Linked DNA regions of Triticum aestivum: region 1 is linked to region 2. The links are chromatin contacts, called in public Hi-C maps. All regions are on one chromosome and are shown on one strand. Each heading gives the region's core, a stretch centred on a gene start, on an enhancer-like site or on the middle of the called end of the contact. The rest is flanking DNA. Distances are from core to core; before and after follow the strand shown. Region 1 holds the start of LOC123100013. Region 2 holds the start of LOC123097850 (receptor-like protein kinase HERK 1).

The links. A called contact is a pair of places that touch in the nucleus more often than the background predicts.
Region 1: a Hi-C map of leaf shows a contact between it and region 2, with 4 times the contacts expected there. The contact joins the promoter of LOC123100013 here to the promoter of LOC123097850 in region 2. A contact is called at or near these places in 4 of 5 Hi-C or Micro-C datasets (leaf and an unstated tissue) and 1 of 1 datasets of contacts at active chromatin or transcription factors (leaf).

What each region holds. Positions count from the first base shown.
Region 1 is chr4D:349,469,810-349,472,509 of IWGSC CS RefSeq v2.1, reverse strand. It overlaps LOC123100013, which reads left to right and starts at 1,273. Exons shown (of 2, transcript XM_044522015.1): 1 at 1,273-2,339; 2 at 2,537-2,700. The coding sequence starts at 1,600.
Region 2 is chr4D:349,250,589-349,253,288 of IWGSC CS RefSeq v2.1, reverse strand. It overlaps LOC123097850 (receptor-like protein kinase HERK 1), which reads left to right and starts at 1,369. Exons shown (of 2, transcript XM_044519695.1): 1 at 1,369-2,700. The coding sequence starts at 1,609.

The DNA of each region.
Region 1 (2,700 bases), core at 24-2,523, 220 kb before region 2:
TTTTTGCCTTTCTCTTTGGCCGGTGCTAGGCGTCATCCGGCTGATTTCTTCAGGAAATCTGTCGGGTAGGTGGCCGTCCGATCTATCCAGCCCAAGCCGTTCGATGGGTCAACGCTTCGTCGCTTCCTTCCTCCCCCGAGTTCGTCGGTCCATCGCTTTCTTCCTCCCGAGCACACGCAGCAGTTCGCTGCTACGTCGCCGACGGCAGCAAACGCCGGTGAGGGCTGCATCGCAGCACAAGGCAGCCCACGACGGATGTTACATCGCAGCACAGGTGGCCGGCGACGGATGTTGAATCGCAGCGCGCGGCGGCCATGGCGGATGTTAAGACGCACACGGTGATGACGGCGGAAGCTGCGAGCGGAGCGGGGGTTGTGCTTTGCAGCGCCGGAGACGATGGCGGATTTTGCGATGCAGTGCCGGCGGCGACAGGTGTGGCGACGCAGCACGCGGTGCCCATGGCGGAGGCGCCGGGACACCGCCGGCGAGCTCTCCATTGCAGCTCCGGCGAGATGCATCGCAGCTCTGAGACCTCCGTTGAGTGCTCCATTGCAGCGCCAGGAGCGGTGGCGAGCTCTCCATTGCAGCGGTGGGAGGGAGCGCCGACGAGCGCTCCATTGCAGCTCCGGCGAGATGCATCTCAGCCCCGAGACATCTTCAAAGCAACATTGCCGGAGTTGCAATGTCCCTGTCGGCCCACTCCCCGTGGTCACCGTCGCAGCGCTACTCCCACCATTGCAGCTCAGGCAGCCACGCCGTGCTCAAATCGCAGCTCGACGGCCATGCGCAGATGCTCCCCATCGCAGCAGCATCATCTACGACGGCCATGGCGGGCGGTGGTCGCGTGTCGAAGCTTTCCTCGACTCATGACACTGCGGTCGCTGCAGCGCAGCGGTGCCCCACGCAGCTGCAGCAGTCCGTCGCCTGGCGGGTGGAGGCGGGGGGGGGGGGAGTGTAAAGAGGAAGGAGCTCTCGCAGTAGGCATAGGAGAGAGAGAGGGATCTGTAGGAGGGATGCGTGAGTGCGAGGAAGACGACGCACCGACGCAGCGATAGGAAAGAAAAAATGAGCGGCCGTGGCTTCTCTGCGTGGATAAGACGGAGATGGGTGAGCGGCGCGTGGGGCCACCAGGGACGCGTGTCGATCGCTGGAGGAGGCTTGCGTCTCGCTGTTTTCAGCCGGTCTAAAGCAAGCGTTTTCCTTTCTCTTTTACGTCTCAATTGCATACGCATTAAACAAAACTTGATAAGATAATTAAAACTCATGTAAAGAATCGAGATCTTTCTTTCTTTCTTCCTTTTTGGGCGCGATCTGATCAAGCCAATTGAATATTCCAGGAACGAGAACCGATCGGTACGCCAACTAATCAGTCTCCAGTAATTATCATGTTTCCCGGATGGCCTGATGATACGATCCGATCCCATGCATTGGGTCTCTGGGCATCGTCAGCACAGCAGCCGGGCTATAAGCTTTCTAGTTTCGTTATAACCTGAGCTGACATCCCGCCCAAGCACGCCGCGTACAGTTGACCTGCTCCTCCGCTGATCCGCTCTGCATCAAGAATCCAAGATCCAAGCTAGCTAGGCCGCCGCGGAAGCCATGGATGATCCGCAGCAAGCAGAGACAGCTCCGCCGGAAGACGCGCCCGCGCGCCCCCTGCCGCACTCGGTGCGCGGCGTCTTCCTCAACTACATCGGGCACTGGCGGCCACGGTTCTTCGCCCGTCCGTCGGCGCGCCCCGCGGGCGCGCCCGACTACGGTGACCTCGACTTCCTCCCCGACTATAGCCGGGGTTACAACTCCATCCTGGATCACTGCAACGGCCTCCTGCTCTACGGCAACGCATGGCTGTACTGCGTGGTGAACACCGCCACGAGGCGGTGGGAGCGTCTCCCGCGCATGGACGCCAACAACTACGTCCCGTATCTGGTCTTCGACCCCGCCCTGTCGCATGGCTACGAGGTGCTCCTGTTCCGCCGCGAGCCCGACAAGCCCAAGAAGTTCGACCTCGTTGAGTTTCTGTCTTTGCTGGATGACATGTCGGGTGTCGAGGAGGACGCAGAGAATGAGGACCAAGATGAGCCGGCTGTAGAACCTTTGCCAAGACAGTCCATCGATGACTTGCATCGTTTGACGGAATGGCCACCGTCACAATGGACGCTGCCTGTGTTCTCATCGGCTACTGGAGAGTGGCGGGAGAGGTCATTTGTCCGGGAAGGAGAGGCTGTCAAGACGATGGCCAGTATGCAACAACCGATGGAATGGGGCCCAAGATGGCGTTACAGTGTGTATTGGCGAGGCGCGCTTTACGTCCATTGTCGTGGTGCATTTGTTGCAAGGTATGTATTCTAGATCGAAGTGCATAACTACAAAACTCCTTCCATTATAGCGTTGATATGTTTTTTTTACTAATTTATATAATCTTTTTTACTTTAGACTATCAACATTTTAGTTATGGTGCATTCCTGGATTTTTTATATCACCTACAACATTTTAGACTATTAACATTTTTAGCGAATAAATTTGTGTTTTGTAGGTTATCTTTATTAGATGGTAAATACCGGGTATTTAATACACCAATAGATTTTGAGGAAAGCAAACATGCATGTCCTTATCTTGGGAAGTCGGAAAAAGGGGTGTACTTTGCGACAATTCACAAGTACAACAACCTTCTTCGCGTTTGGAACCTCGGTGAATCAA
Region 2 (2,700 bases), core at 120-2,619:
CGACGACAGCGCCCCTCCCTACACCTGCCTGTACAGGAGTACAGGAACATACCATCTCGATCGCCTTCATGATGATCTTCTAATCTAATCTGCAGTGCCGCCGCCATCGTACGAGATCGAGCTGTTCACACTGCAGTAGTATTTCACACTTACGATACAGTACATATTTTGCTGGTAAAATATACTACCACCGTCCTTTGAAGAGTTACTTCCAACTTTGTTAGAAAGTCAAATTTTTTATGTTTGACCGTATTTATATAATAATGCACCAACATTTATGCCATTAAATTAGTAGCATTAGATTCATGTTAAAATATATTTTCATCATATACCTATTTGGTTTCACAAACATTAATATATTTTTGCATAAACTCGGTCAAACATTGAGATAGTTTGACCCTTCAATAAAGTTGGAAATACACTCTTTAAAGGACCGAGGGAGTAGAGATGAGACTGAATGTTAGCCAACGGATGCGAGGACTGCGTTGCATGCCAAAACACATCTGGACCGCGAGATCCAGATGGATGCCGACGGCATGAGAGTCCGCGTTGGACATGCCCCACATTTACCATCTCAGGAGGAGCAGGAGCAGTGCCATCCAGTAAGCGCCGGAGACGCGTACATACACCACCGGCCGGGAAAAGAAAACGAATGTACGAACTGCGCCTGGTCGTCGTGGCGCGCACGACGGTGGTACGAAAACGACGGCTGCTCCGGTCGCGTGCGGTGGTCGACGGAGGTGGTTGGAGACTTCCTCGGCCCTTCCTTCCCACCGAGCCGAGCACAGCACAATGGTCGAGGGATCAGATCGTTCCCCTTTACGTTCCTAAACAAAGGGCCACGATTCACACGACAAAATGCATGGTTTTCCCTCGCAGTCGTTTTCACCTGCGACTGCGAATGTGTCACCGTGGGATTTGACATGTCGCGAGAGGCCACAACAGAAAAGGTGCCCCGTGCTCTCGTGGAACCTTTTATCTGGCCTCAGTGTTGGTACTACAGTAATTCCTAGTGCCACGGAACATGACAATGAGAACCAGTTGACAGTAAAAGAGACCTAAGAGGCACCCGGTCCGTTCATCACACGCTGCAAAAACTTTCGCCTTGTCTTTGTTTAACAATATATATGTTGACGTTTCTTCATAGAGGATCACACGAGAAATTTACCGAATCGAATATATGCCAGACAATCTGTAAACCAAGAAAATGACGGCATTAGAAAGCTCCTGATTTCCCCCGCAAACAAGGAAAAGGCTCCTGATAATATATGAAATTCAAGCCTATCTCTCCACCTGAGATCCTGAGAAAATGACACCGCAATACGCAGTGCTCCCCAGCTAATCAAATACCCCCGCCACATCCAAGAGCTCATCAAAACCTAGCATCGATTCACTTTCCTTCCTGTGGGTATTAGCAGCAGTCGCTAACTCCTTGTGCTCCTCATCGTCAAGCAACAAGTGTCAACTCTCAACAACACCTCTACAAAAGCAATCGTCCACTCTGGTGATGCTCTCCAGTTTGTGCGCATCCCTGTCGATGAAGGCCTCCGTGCCCTTCTCCTAGAGCCCCGTGCCGATCGCCGATGCTTTGGCCGGAATTCTTACACCATGCCGCCGGTTCTTGACATGCTCGTGCGGCTCCTCGTCGCGTCCGTGCTGCTCGGCGCAGCCAGTGGCGCGTTTACCCCCGCGGACAACTACCTCGTCCTCTGCGGCACGTCGGCGAGCGCCACCGTCGCCGCCGGACGGACGTTCGTCGGGGACGCGCGTCTGCCGGCCAAGTCGCTGGCCGCGCCGCAGAGCGTCGAGGCCAACACATCGCGGACCGCGGTCGTCCCGTCCGGCGAGTCGGAGCTGTATCGGTCCGCACGCGTGTTCACCGCGCCAGCTTCCTACACGTTCGCCGTCAAGCAGCCCGGCCGGCACTTCGTGCGCCTTCACTTCTTCCCCTTCCCCTACAGGTCTTACGACATGGTGGCGGACGCCGCGTTCAACGTGTCCGTGCAGGGCGCGGTGCTCGTCAACGGGTACACGCCCAAGAACGGCACAGCGGAGCTCAGGGAGTTCTCCGTGAACGTCACCGGGGGCACGCTGGTGATCGCGTTCGCGCCGACGGGGAAGCTCGCGTTCGTGAACGCCATCGAGGTCGTGTCGGTCCCCGACGAGCTCATCGCCGACATGGCCAGGATGGTGGACGGCGCCGTCCAGTACACCGGGCTGTCGACGCAGGCGCTGGAGACGATCCACAGGATCAACATGGGCGTTCCCAAGATCACGCCCGGCAACGACACGCTGGGGAGGACGTGGTTGCCGGACCAGAGCTTCCAGGTCAACACCGACCTAGCGCAGCACAAAGACGCCAAGCCCCTGACGATCAAATACGACGAGAAATCGGCACTCTCGTCCGCGTACACGGCGCCGGCGGAGGTCTACGCGACGGCGACGAGGCTGAGCACGGCGGGCGAGACCAGCACCATCAACGTGCAGTTCAACATCAGCTGGAGGTTCGACGCCCCGGCCGGGTCGGATTACCTGCTCCGGTTCCACTGGTGCGACATCGTCAGCAAGGCAGCCATGGGAATGGCCTTCAACGTCTACGTCGGCGGGGCGGTGGTGCTCGACAACTACGAGATTTCGCGTGACACGTTCAACCGGCTATCCATACCGGTGTACAAGGACTTCCTCCTGGGCGCCAAGGAC